Regions from separate parts of the Rattus norvegicus genome. Here region 2 is linked to region 1. Evidence: chromatin contacts called from public Hi-C data. All regions are on one chromosome and are shown on one strand. Each heading gives the region's core, a stretch centred on a gene start, on an enhancer-like site or on the middle of the called end of the contact. The rest is flanking DNA. Distances are from core to core; before and after follow the strand shown. Region 1 has its middle 11 kb from the start of Brdt. Region 2 holds the start of Tgfbr3 (transforming growth factor beta receptor 3).

What was found. Hi-C and Micro-C count contacts between places; a contact is called where the count stands out from the background.
Region 2: a Hi-C map of Schwann cells shows a contact between it and region 1, with 2.2 times the contacts expected there. The contact joins the promoter of Tgfbr3 here to the enhancer-like site in region 1. A contact is called at or near these places in 5 of 12 Hi-C or Micro-C datasets (the Rat2 cell line, Schwann cells, frontal cortex and 2 more).

Annotation. Positions count from the first base shown.
Region 1 is chr14:2,598,137-2,604,826 of GRCr8, reverse strand. No RefSeq gene overlaps it. Among named protein-coding and RNA genes, the nearest start is that of Brdt, 11 kb to the right of the region's middle. Within about 2 kb of position 3,821, at least 1 of the 93 cell types and tissues checked has an H3K27ac peak or open chromatin away from gene starts, as enhancers often do. A contact at or near this core is called in Schwann cells, where this site is marked.
Region 2 is chr14:2,629,887-2,636,955 of GRCr8, reverse strand. Tgfbr3 (transforming growth factor beta receptor 3) reads right to left here and starts at 2,662. Exons shown (of 17, transcript NM_017256.1): 1 at 2,419-2,662.

The sequences.
Region 1 (6,690 bases), core at 2,572-5,071:
GATTTGTTCGTAGTGTTTCTGGATCACTCAATTCCCTCTCCATTGGCGGTAGCTCTGTGGCCTTCCTGCATCTGTCCTCTCTGAAGACGCTAACATTTTCTCCCATATCTCTGGTTCCCTAAACTGCAGAGCACTCGAAATCTGTGTACTGGGCAACTCTTAGGTTTAGCTGGACTAACGTACAGAAGAGCAGTCCCTGTCTGCACTCAGCTGTCTCTGCAGAGCTGAGAAGATGGACCGTCCGGTCTGGGTGAAGGGTCGATGGCTATTTGGGAGTCTCCATCCTGGTATTGCTAACCTTTGTATCCTGAAGGGGTTGCCCTCACCTCTGAGTTTATTTTCCTCATGTGCAAATGGAAGGGGTTAGACCACATCCGTTTAAGGCTCTTCTGGACCTCAAGTGCCAAGATTTTTTTCTTGTTTAAGTTTTGAGATAGGGTCTTAGATATCCCAGGCCACCCCCAAACTCTCTCTGTAGCTGAAGTCCTGAACTCCCGCCTCCACCAGCCTGTGCTGAGATGATGGACTCCCAGCTCTCAAGGGTCAAGATGTTTAAATGCTTTATTTCCCATTTTACTTTTCCCCAGAAGATGACTTGTCTTACGTCCTGAAGATTCCAGCTCTTCACATGGGCTTTGCGGAAAGCCGTTGGGCAGCACCAGCAGGTCTAAACCGGGGTGGGGTGTTTGCTCTTTCTTGGCCTCCACCAGAGCAGTTCCTGACAGTGAGCGGTTCAGCTTCACACAGAACCTGGGACATGTGTGTCAGGTCTCTACTGCATTCGTGGCAATGAGCTTCTTAGCGACCGTGGCTTGCACACTTGTCAGTGGACTTTCGCAGTAGTCTGGGCATCCCACAGCCACCTGGTAACGGCCCTTTTTGGCACAGTCCTTGTTCCTTTTGTAAGGGTGGGAGTCATCTTAGACGTCAGGAACCCACATGTTACGATTTTAATGAAACAGTCAATTCCACAGAGCTCTTTCAGGAATAAGAATGAGGGTCACGTTAGTTGGGTTGAGGGTCTTTCCCCAGCATGCATGCTGCTCTGCACTCCATCCCCAGCACCCCTAAACCCTGCCACGCTGGTGTCTTAGTTTGCTTTCAATTGCTGCATTAAAGATAATAAACAAAAACAACACAGGAGGAAAAATGTTAGTTTGACGTACACACCAAAACCACCATCCATCCCTGAAGGAAGTCAGGGCAGGAACTCCAAGCAGGAACCTGAAGGCAGGAACTGAAACAGGCAGTAGAGTGGCAGGCTGTGAGTGTGCATGGGAGTGTGTGATATATCCTGTATATGAGATATTTACATTATGATAAATAGCAGTAGCAAAATTACCGTTCTGAAGTAGCGATGAAGCGATGTTGTGGTTGGGGGTCACCACAACATGACAGACCGCACCAAAGGGTCTCAGTGTTAGGAAGGTTGAGAATCACTGCTGTAGAGAAATACTACTTAACTGTCTTGCTCTGCATGGCTTGCTCCGCCTGCTTTTTAACACAACTGAGGACTCATAGTGGACTGGACCCCACAGAGAATTGCCTACAGGCCAGTCTGATGAAGGCACCTTCTCATCTGAGGCTAACTGTTCCCAGGTGACCCAAGCCTGAGAAGAAACCCATCCAGCGCACCTGTGATCTTAGCGGAGATGGATCAGAAGTTCAAGAAGATACTCAGCTACAGAGTGAGTTTAAGGCCAGAAGGAAGGGAGAAGGAAGACTTAGTTGCTATGTAAAGAAATGGAAACGGCACTTGGTGTTTAGAGAGTGCTCCCTTGGGACTGAAGTGGTACGAGGTGTGACCCACAGCCCCAAACAAACAAACAAAAACCAAAAACCAACAAACAACGAAACAAGCGAACAGCAAGCCCCTAATAAGGACATGTCAAGTGCTTCATTTGCCTTCCTCAGCCGGACAATTGGGGTTCGGGGATACAAGCAAAGTCTCTCAGAGTGGATAGCTGGCAGGGGTGGCATGCCCCGCCCACGCCCCACCCCCCGCTGCAGGGGTGGCACGCCCCGCCCACACCCCACCCCCGCTGGCAGGGGTGGCACGCCCCGCCCACACCCCACCCCCGCTGGCAGGGGTGGCACGCCCCGCCCACGCTCCAGACAGTAACAATCACCTTGCAAGCAGAAATGTTCATTTCTCCTTATCTGCCATAATCACCATCTTGTTGGTCTCCTGGCAGCAGTGTTCTCATACACATTTCGTACTCGAGGCTCAGAAAGGTTTAAAAGCGTCTCAGCTAAGACCACACCCAATACTTCGGCCTCTGAAGCTCAGGACCCTCTCCCCCAATCCTGTGGGGCCCCACAGCAGCACAGTTGATTGAATCAAATTTCTTTTCTAAACGTGGGTTTTAAAATTAATCCTTCAAGACTTTCACGCATGCATACAATGTACTTTTACTGTATTTGCCTAACTTTCTCAGACCTGACCCCCATCTCCCCAGCACCTCCCAAACCCTCAAATCTCACTTGCGTTGGCTGGATTTATAGGTGTGTGGCCATCCATGGTGTGGTTCTATGGCACTCAACCTATAGGATATAAGAGGCCACAGCTTAAAGAAAACTGATTCTTCCTCGTGCAGAATTAGCTGTCAGGAGCTCCTCAGCTGGAGTGGGGGCTCCCACTAGTGCTAGATTGTTGACCAGTTTGACCCTAACCGGCCTTGCTCAGGCAGCCTCCCCGACACCTGGTTCTTCCCATCCTTCTGCCCCATCCTCCATGACAGTCCTGGAGCAGCCTTTGGGAGCAGGTGTGATACAGATGTCCCATTTGGGGGTGGACACTCCACCGATGACGACACTTCTCTCTGCAAGTTGAACAGTTGGGAATTTCTGGATTAAGCCTCATCCACTGCACAAAGAAATTTCACCGATGGGGCCTGAAAGCCTCAGTGCTCTGTGGGCAGAGAGATAGGAGTTTGCAGGGCACTCTGATACTAAGTTCATTTAGCAAAATAGTAGTAGGTTCACCCCTGGGGCTGTGACTACTCAATCATGCTTTTTTGACCAGATTTACAGTGATAGGCATGTTTTTCCTCCTATTGATTGGACCTTAAATCCAACCGGAGGACAGCTGGTTGTCCCCATAACATGCCCTATGGTTTCCATGACTAATTTCACATGCCATCCTGGTACTTTATTGTAGGCTCACAATCCTTTCCCCAGCAACATGCATAGTGCCCTCCAATGCTAAGCAGGGAGGAAGTCTCAGGGTCAGTGTTTCCAGCAATAATAGGGTCTCACCATGGAGTTCTGATGGGCAACCAAGAATCAAGGACAGTAACCTGTGTTGTATTGGTGGTCTCCAGAGCAGAACATTCCATTTCTGACCGTGGACAGCCATCGTAAATAGTCTGTATGTGATAAACTCAGACAACTTCGACAGCAATATTTGATGAGCTTGAGTGATAGTTTACATGTAAGTCACTTTTCTGCTAGTCCCTTTCAGAATCCTTTTAGATCCTTCCAAGTTTTAAGTTGACCCACGTGTGGCTTCCCCCCTAAACATGTCTGGAGGTGGAGGATGGTAAAAAAGACATTCATGCCAGGTTCATCCTGAATTAAATGGTTAGAAAACATGTGGGCTGTGATAGCTTACTCTTGCCATCCCCAAGACCTCAGAGCCTGAAGCAAAAGGACCATGAGTTACAGGCTAACCTGGGCTATAGAAGGAAAGCCTGATCTAAAAAGAAAAGAAAAAAAAGAAAAAGAAAAAAATCATTTCTTGATGAGTCATATCTTAAAGCTCAGATACTGGGGAGGGCTGGGGAAAGGCAGCGGCAGTGGGGGGAGGGCAGCAGCAGGGACAGAATCCACTTCTGCTGTAGTTAGTAGTGAATTAAAAAAAAAATAAAAGTAACTGCCTTTCCTGCCTGTATGACACCTTGAGACAGAGCTTATTAAAGTACTTATTTTGCTACAATGTCTTCTTCAAATATGAAACTTTTATTAATGTTGCAAAAGGTAAGCAAGGACTCTGGAAGGAGTGTGGGTATGTGCTGCCACCTAGTGGTTACATGAAAACGTGCTAAGAAAGAAACGAAGTGAGACTTTGTTAATAATTTTGGAAATTTCAAACCAATCTCTGACTGTATCCAATTGTCATTAGTATTAGCAGGACACTGGACTTCTGTATCTTTAATTCAGGAGGGAGAAGAGCAAAAGGAACATAATTATATAACTGTAATTTATTTGACCTAAAATGCATGACCTGCACCACGTTGAAGTCCAACCTGTTTCCCCTGTATGCACTCATTTAGCATGAGAGTAAATATCACCTGGATGCAGCAAAGAGACAAACAAGGAGCTGTTCTCAGTGGAGCTGTCAGCAGAAGAAAAGCACAACAAACAGATAAACACAATGTTAGGTCAGTATGCCTAGTGTGCCTCACCTAGTATGCAGGGAACCCTGGATTCCAGCCCCAGCAGAGCTTAAAACTGAGCATTCATTCCTGATAGTTCTAAGTCATGTTTGACCATATTGCAAGTCGATGCTCACTTCTGTCCGAGGGGAGGGAGGGAAGAGTAGGATTCTTTCCATGGGATATTAGGCAGGCCAGAGGTATACAGTCCACTTCAGAGGGCATTGTGTGGGGCAGTCTCTCCGTATGACAATGGAAGTGGGAAAAGTGACTGCATTCTAACATGTGGTTATGCAGGCATTAGAGCGATGTGATTGCGCAATAGCAAAGAGGAAGGAAGGTGCAACTGAGCAGAGAGGCGAGGGTGACAGAGTCAGAGAGGTGAGGAGAGCCAGCTCCTTATAGCTCTGTGTCGAGGGATGCAGATTTAACACCAGAGTCTCCGGATGAGATGGGACACCATTGGAGGTGGGATTAATTTTTAAACATTTATTTATTTATTTATTCATTTATTTATTTATTTATTTGTTTGTTTATTTGTTTATTTATTTATTTATTTATTTATTTATTTATTTATTTAGTGTGTGTGTAGATCAGAAGACAGGGAGTTAGTCTCTTTCTTCCTCCAATGGATTCCGGAAGTGGAACTCAGTCCTCCCAGCTTGGCAGCAAACGCCTTTACCTCTTAAGCCATCCTGATGGTCCAACTGGTGGGTTTTTAGTCATAGAGTCATCTAAGAACTGAATAGCTTCCTGAGGCAGAGTAAAGTACTAAGTAACCCCACAGCCAGGACTGAAGGATGCTTGGGGAGAAACAGTCCTGGAGGGACACAGACTGTGTAAGCTTTTACGGAGCCAGATCTCTTAAGAGAATTCGTAGAGAGTGTGTGGCCAGGGAGGAGTAGGATTCTTTCCATGGGATATTAGGCAGGCCGTAGAGACCTGTGCTCACTTCTGTCCAAGGGGAGGGAGGGCAGGAGAAACTGCTAGTCTTGGATTTGAGATAGAAATTAAGAACCCTACCAAGTGGTCCTCCGTGTTCAGGAGGAGGCAAGAAGACCTTGAACTGGAAACCAGCTGGGGTTATAGTCAGAGCCTGTCTGGGACAAACTAGAAACAAAGGAGGGAAATGAATGAGAGAGCCGCTGAAGTTTGCTCTTCCCTATTTATTCTGGAGGTGACGCTTGTTCTTAATCTCTGGGAATCCACAAGGTCAGACAGAGGTCAGATGCTCCTGTTCACTTTCTATCTTGGTATCTTAGTCTCCCTCTCTGTCTTCCCCCCTCTCTCCTCCCCTCCCTCTCTCCTGACCCCTCCTCACAACCAGCTCCATGAAACAGAACCTCACTTTATAGCCCAGGCTAACCTTGAACCTCATAGCCCAGGCTGGGACTACAGAAAGGCAGCATCACACCAGGCAGACAGGTATCTCTCTGACTCAAAGAGGTGGGCCTTGGAGGACCTAGGCTATAGTAATTTCAGGGAGACATTCTTTGTAATTTTCCACATCTCAGGCTGTCCTGGGACTTACTCTATAGCCTAGGCTAGTCTTGAACTTAGGGATCTACCTGCCTCTGCCTCTCTGCCCCTCTCTGCCTTTGCCTCTGCCTCCAAGTACTGGGATTAAAGGCATGTGCCACCATGCCAGGCTTGGAATAATTCTTGATCTTTGTTTTACTTGAAAATTGAGTGCTATAGCTGCCCTGAGCAGTCTGCTATCCCAGGGGACATTCATCCTCCCCCTGCCTCTCCTCCACCTCCATTAGACTCCTGAACCATACAGGTAACCTTCCCTTCCCAATCCATCTTCCATGTTCCCTGAGCCTCTGGGCCAGGCTAAGCTCCTCTGAGCAGCCTGCCATCCCGAACCGGGGAGGTGGAGCTTCATTCTCCTGCCACCTCTCCACCCACCTTCATGACCCTGCAGGTTCAGAACCATACAGACCTGCAGGTTCAGAACCATACAGTCCAAGGATACCCAGAGGTCTGCCACATCAGGACCACTGAGGTTCACCCACATCTCAATACCTACTACAACAAGAACATCCAGGGATCGAAATGATCCGGATGGCTAAAGACCTTTGAAAGAACACAATCAACAAGAGCCAGGGGAATATGTTACCTCCAAAGCACAGCTACTCCATTACGGCAAGCCCTGGATATCCTCACACAACCGGAACAAAAGAAAATGACTTAAACCCAGTGTTGTAAAGATGATAAAGGCCCTTAAAGAAGAAATGAATAAATCCCTTAAGGGAATACAGAGAAAATACAACCAAACAGATAGAGTTTTTAAAGAGGAAACAAATAAATC
Region 2 (7,069 bases), core at 1,413-3,912, 33 kb before region 1:
AACTTAATTAAAACATACATATCTGTAGAATGCACAGCTCTACAAAAGGGACACAGGAGAGTGAGCTCTCACTACCTTACACTTGGAAGACGTTAATGAAAGATAATAATGATAGCACTGAATCCATCAACTTCCCCGAGAAAGAGTCCATGCGTTCAGTTTTATAAAGGAGACACTAGGGGTCATTACAAAAGGGTTCGAAACGAATCTCTTTGGATTGCCACTCAGTTCCCCTAAATAACCTAAAATGCTATTCAAACGACACAAAATCTTACAAACATATCTCTCAAGGAAAGCAAACTAGAAGAAGAAGAAAAAAAAAGGGGGCTGGGGGACCCTATGAATCATATTTAAATATTTACCAAATCACCACAGGTTCTAGACCCACATTTCACGTTCAGGCCCTGAACTCAAGATCATCCCACTTTTAAACAGTTGAAACTAAACGGAAAACTCAGAAAGCAACTTGTTACTGTAATAGATAAAGCTATAATACTTTCCGTTTCTGAAATATATGATACATACCGTACAAACAGGTTTAGGTGCCCGCCGGACATCAATAATATGCTGTGCGCCCCCTGCTGGCTAATGTTAAAAATAACAATGAATTTCTCAGGGCATAGGTCTTTGAAGTGCTGGGGTTCAAAACTCAGTTGATGACTTTATTGTTTTTTTTTTAATGTACAAACAGTTAAGCAAAGCTGGTGTGGGGTGGCCAGATTCCATCACAATAGGGGACGTTTAAAGCTGACAACAATGTCAAGAGTAAAAAGTGTGCCCAAGCCTCCAAACGCTAAACAATGCAGAATTAAAGCCAAAAGCAGAGAACATCAAGAAACAGAGCAACATCCTCTCGCTGAGACAATGGCATGAAATCAAGTCCTGTTTAATAGCCCTTCAGGGGGTAAGAATTATTTCCCTGCCTCCTGTGCCAACCTCAAGCTGTTTCCTAAGGAAGCCAAGCGGCCTTGATCAACAACGTCTGGTGGATTAATAAAAGTAATAAAGAATAAAGATCCAAACTAACACAAGTCAGAGTTCTATTTATAATTATTTGGACCCAGGCTTGGAGAAGCTGGATTCTGGCTCCTGCAAAGTACATACATGTATGATCACCTAAATTAATCACAGATAATCTATCTGTGTTTCAAAGGGTATATTCAACTCGAACAGGAAGCTGGGCGAGAACGGAGGGCCAAGGACTTCGCCATGACCCAAGCAGCATTGGGTTAAAAGTAACAGAAAGCTGTATATGATTTCTGGACTAGCGTCTAACATGTGATCTGTAAAATGGGCCCACTAAAATCACTTTTAACCATAGAGTTGGGGTGGTCCTTAAGTCCTGACAGGTACTAGCTGGAGTTGCTGGAGATACTGACACACAGGAGGGGATCAATACACTCCGGTTTGAGTACCTCCAAAGAACCAGCTAAGCTCTCCCTAGAATTATCCGCTACAATCTGAAAGAGGGCCATTCCCGGGATATTAAAGGATCCCGTTACGGTTTTCTGTTTTGTTTTTGTTTTGTTTTGTTTGCGTGTGGGTACTCTCCAAAGCCGCTCACTTCTTCAAAGGAAGAAGAAACTTTTAAGTCGGCTGGTTCTTCACCTCAGTGGGTCACTCGCAGGATCCCTCCCCTCGCGGCTCTCCTGTCACCGCAGGGCGCAGCACGGGGCGCAAACACCTGTGCAGCGCTCGGCGGCGCGGTCCCAGTCCGGAACATATGTGCACTCCTCCAACCGCACAGCCACCTTGGGGGACCGAGTCCTCCCAGTTCACAGCTAGCGGAGCGACCGTTTGCACGAACACCTAAAGCCTCGGTAACTGGGGCTCGTCACGCCAGCAGTCTGCACTCCTGTCGGGTACGGGAAGGTGGGACAAATGTCCCAATCAGCCCAACTCTGCAAGCGGATTCCTCTAGCAACATCCATGAGTTTCAAGTTTGTCCCAACCAAGTTCACACTCGCAGGGAGCCTCTACCATCAGCGGGAGCGCGGCGGGATTAACCCGGGCGCGTCCTCCGCTGCGTTTTCAGGACTGACTCCCCGAGCCAGGGAGTGGCCGTCAGGGACCCTGGACTGGCGTGGGCGCGCGTGTCTCGCGGCCGCGGCCTCTGCTATCCATCAGGGTCCAGCGCCCACCCACGCTGTCACGCGCCGGGAGGGCAGTGGCCTGCGGCCCCGCAGGGGACTAGGAAACCGCGGAGAGGAAGAGCGAAAGCGGGCGTGGGGAACTCCTTCCTGGAGCTGCCCACCCGGGACCGCCGCGGATCCTGGTTCCGCTCAGCGTCAACCCGGCCCGGCCAAAGCCAGGTCCCGGGCTCTGGGTCCCGGGTGACCCGAGCAACCCCGCGAAGCAGGCACCGACTCGCACCGCGCAGCGTGCACAGCCGCTCACCGGGCGCCGAGCAGCACGTACCTCGCAGGCAGCGTGTCCAGGACCGGTCGTCCGCCGCGAGGTGGAGGAGTTACTAGCCGAAGCGAGTCCCCGCGCCCAGCGCGCGCAGGCGGCCGCGAGCTCAGCAGCCGCAGTGCAACTGCGCCATCCGGACCCCGCCGGGGACTTTCACCTCCTGCCGGGAGCTCGCGGAATCGCGCAGCGAAAGTGGCCTGGAAGGACAGCAGCCCGCTTTCTCCTCTCCCCACTGTCTCTCACTGCCAGGGAGGAGGAAAGTGGCGCTCGGCGTCCCCGAAAGCCTGGATCACCCCCATCGGGCCCGTGCGGCGCCCTAGCTCGGCCGCGCACACGCGCGGGCGGGGTCGGGCGCGCAGCCACAGCAATCAGCGCGAGGGGGGAAGGGCACTGCGGGCCTTGGGGGCTCGGCCGCCTAGAAACTCCTCCTCCTGCCCCTCCTCTCCTCCTCCTCCACTGCTGATGGATGAGCCGAGAGAGCTTGCTCCAGCCTGCGCTTCCCTTCGGGCAGAGAAGGCTGGGGCTGGAAGGAGAGAAAGGAAGTCAGGGAGCGGCCCGGGATGGGGTAACAGCTGGGGATCCCTGGCCTGGGAGAAGTGTGGGGTACCCGGGATGTGGCGATCACTGAGGGGACTCGCTGCCTCTCTCTGGATCCTTCAAACTACCAGGGTCTTAAGAGAAGATAGGGACCGTGGTTGTCGATATCAAAATTCTTTTTTAAAATATCTCAGAGAAGCCCACTCCTACATCGCAGCCCCGTGCACATACATTCATTCTGCCCCAGTTTGGGTTTTCTCCCGGTTCTGGTTATCATGCTCTTTCTCTGTACAGCCTGGCACAGAGTGCCTTCTCTAGCTATTGTGCTACCTGAATTCCAACCCTGCAGTCTCCCCATGGCCCTGAGTGTGAAGGACAGGCGAGCACGCAGGGTCCCGCCTGCACGCATGTGCCGGCGACATGCACCTTGCAAGGCTTGAACGCCACTACTTCAATCACCAACACAACTCTGATGCTCTGTTTACACTTCGCTTTCTGTTGAAAGGTGAATTGCCCATTGGGGCCATAGTTCAGTAGTAATGTTATGTGCCCAACATACACAGAGCCCTGAGTTTGATCCCCAGCCCCCCATACAACCAAGTATGGCAGGAGGATCAAAAGTTCAAAAACAGCCTTGACCAGAGTGAGGTCAGAAGACAACTTTCTCCCTTTCCACCACGTAGGGCCCAGGAATCCAACTTAGGTGCAGTTCTTCAGGCTTGGCAGCAAGCACCTTGACCCACAGAATTCTGTCACCAGCTACTTCACCGGAAACTCTACCAGTGACACAGCAGATGAAGTGACAGAAGTGACTGGTTCAAAGACAGGTTTCCAGTCTTGACAGTTGTTGGATAATCAGGGAACCTTTGCACAAATGAGGGACCCAGTTAGACTTCTGTAATTTTAATTTTTAAAGTCTATTTTTTAATGATGGTTCTTAGACACCTTAACCTCCCTTCTAGCCCATCACCCACCAGAGAGGTAGGAAAAAGGAAAGGGTAACAGGGGAGTGGACCTGTTTAGAAATGGTCCTTTGGAGCAACTCCCAGCTGTATTGTCTGGAAATCGGCCGTTCAGTTCACAGGTTCGAAGAGACAGCTCCATCCACCCACAAACACTTCACGACATATGGGCAGCCAGTTCAGTAGAGTCGGGACAGTAAACAGGAATCAGCAGCAGTGGCACTGCCTAGCAGAAACAGCCAGGCCTCAGCCTCAGCAGCAGGAGAGACCAACAGGAGAAGTTCTCGGCTACGCCTCTCTCTCTAGGAAGTGAATCTCAGCAAAGACTCCAGACCAACCAGTGTTACACAGCTGGCTCCATAAACAAACCTAGCTCAGCCACACACACACACACACACACACACACACACACACACACACACACCTGTCACTGGCCACCGAGTTCTATTCATACTCTCTCCAAACAGCACATGTCCTCCATGGGTCTTGCCTCAGCCAGGTGAGTCTGTCTCAGCTGACACCACTGTCAGTCAGCCCGAGTCCATGAAAGCCACAAGAAACTGCGACACACCACAAGTTTCTTGGTGTGTTTCTCGTTGGAGTCCTGACAGATGGAGCTCAACTATGCAATGTAAGGCGGACCAATACATGCATCTTTAGCGAAGAATCCTTCAGTACATGCCCCTTTACCTGCGTGCTTTAGCAGAATATCCTTTCACCTGTCTGCTTCAGTGAAACATTCCTTTCCCTGCCTTAACCTTACACCTGTGTCTGCCTCAGGAAAACACTTCTTCCTGTGTTTGCCCCAGCAAAGCACCATCTAACACAACTGACTTTCCAAAGAAAGGACTCTAATGTTTCTAACTTAGATGTCCTCTAAAAGTGCTAGGCTTTTAACATGGAGAATTGAGTGGTAGGGTTTGGGGGTTTGGGTGTTGGTGTTGTTTTGTTTTGTTTTCCCTTTGTAATTCAGGGTGGTGACACACACCCTTGAACTCTCAATCCTCCTGCTTCTGCTTCCTACTTCCAAGTTCAAGGATTACAGGCGTGGGCCAGCCAACATACCCAATTGAGAAGGCTTCTCATACAGTTTCATCATGTGGGTTTCAACCCCTGTGGGTTTGCCTAAGAGCATCAGAAAACACTTGGTGGGGGTGGGGAGTTGACATTGAAATGGCAAAGTTTATCCTTGGACAAGATACCAAACAAAAAAGCATGAGCAAACAAACGGGATTATATAAAACTTTTGTTCAGTGAGGACAACAAACAACAAAGGAGAGAAACAAGCCACGGATTGGGAGCATGTGACATACAACAGTAAGTACATGACAAGAGGCCGGTATCCACAAGGCACACAGCACAACACCCTCCAAACCCCAGCAACACACAGATGAACAGCACCATGAGGAAGTGGCTATCCGCATACACTGACATCCAACCAAAGTATTGCCAGAAACGACCCACGGAACCATGAAAAATGCCGATCACCAGTAACCATCAGGAAAGCAAAGATTAAAACCACGGATATCCCATCCCACCAAATGGCTACTAGCAACGAGGTAAATGACATCTAGCAAGCACGAGAGAAACAGGAACATTTGCACACCACTGGTGGGAATGTAAAACTAACACTCATTTTTACAGGATACCATTTGGGGAAAACACAGATACTTACGTTACAATTCGCAACAGTAGCAAAGTTACAGTTCTGAAGTAGCAATGGAATGATTCTATGGCTGGGTGTCACCGCAACATTAGGCATCGTATTAAAGGGTGGCAGCGTTAGGAAGGTTAAGAACGACTGTAACAAAGCATGGCCTTCATTATTTTTATTTCCATTCTATGATGAGGTCTACTTGAGAAAACAGGAAATACTTCTCACTTCTTTAATATGTTTATATGTAGTTTCAGAGATTCATTGTAACGATTTGTATCATCAATCAAATGAGTTACTATGGAAATCTCTTTTCTAGGCATCTATGGTGATTTGAATGAGCAAGGTTCCCCCGTAGACTCAGGCATGAACACTTGGTTCCCAATGGTGATGCTGTTTGGGGAAGTCCTGGGGCAGGGCAGCCTTGCTGGGGGGATACATCATTGGTGGGGGGTGGTCTCTGAGCCCTTACAGCCTCTCCCCACTTCCAGTTCAATCTGTTTGGTCTTTGCTATTAAAGATGCGATCACTTGGCTCCTTGTCCTTGAGTGTCCCCACTGCTTGCTCCACGTCTCTGCCCTGACATGATGGGCTCCTACATCATTGACCAAATAAACTGCGCCTTCTGCAAGTTGCCTTGCTCATGGCGCTTAGCACAGCAACAACAAGATAACTAATAGAACCCCTTACTGATAGGCGTTAAGCATTGTTTGAGAATCAGCACTGGAAATGCTGATAGACGCGATATCCTGAAGGAACAAGAACCAGGTCGGTGAGCCCAGGCCTAAACACAGTCTAACTTTAGGCCTCCAGATTTCTTTGCACTCGAATTGATTCCTCAGGCTATGTCTTCAGTCTCAAGTGCACACATGAGCACTTGAACTGGGTAGGATTGTTTAATTCAACCTCTAAATTGTCACATAAGGTATGGAAGTGGCAAGAGGCTCGTGAGTTCCAGCCTAGATTACATAGCCTTTGTCTTTGAAGACTGACGAAGTGCCTGTTCGTGGATCCCAAAGGACACCACTTTTAAACCCAGTTACCTTTGCCAATTAGGATACTAAATGTTCTGTATGCACGAACACACTCTCTAAGTCCTGTGTACAAACAGGGGCCTGTAGCTACTAGGTAGGAACACTTGTCTATGTTGATCCTTAACCAGCAAGCTTGACCACCAGAAGCTTCCATATCGACAATATCAGAGGGCGTTAAAAGTAGGTCAGATGTGCTTAGTTTTAACATATGACACGAGAAAACACAAGGACTGCATCAGTATTCACCAACTATCGGTGTGTGCAGGGGTGGTGTCACTTTAAATCTTTCCCCCTTTATTTACTTGTTTATATGTATCACATCATGGCTTTCTGGAGTTGGCTTTCTCCCTCCACAATGCAGACTTCAGGGATCAAACTCGGGTCAGGACATCAAGTGTCTTAGACTGCTGAGCTACCTCATTGGCCTGAAGATCAGCTGTTGCCATAGAGACCATCTTCCTTTGGTCCGA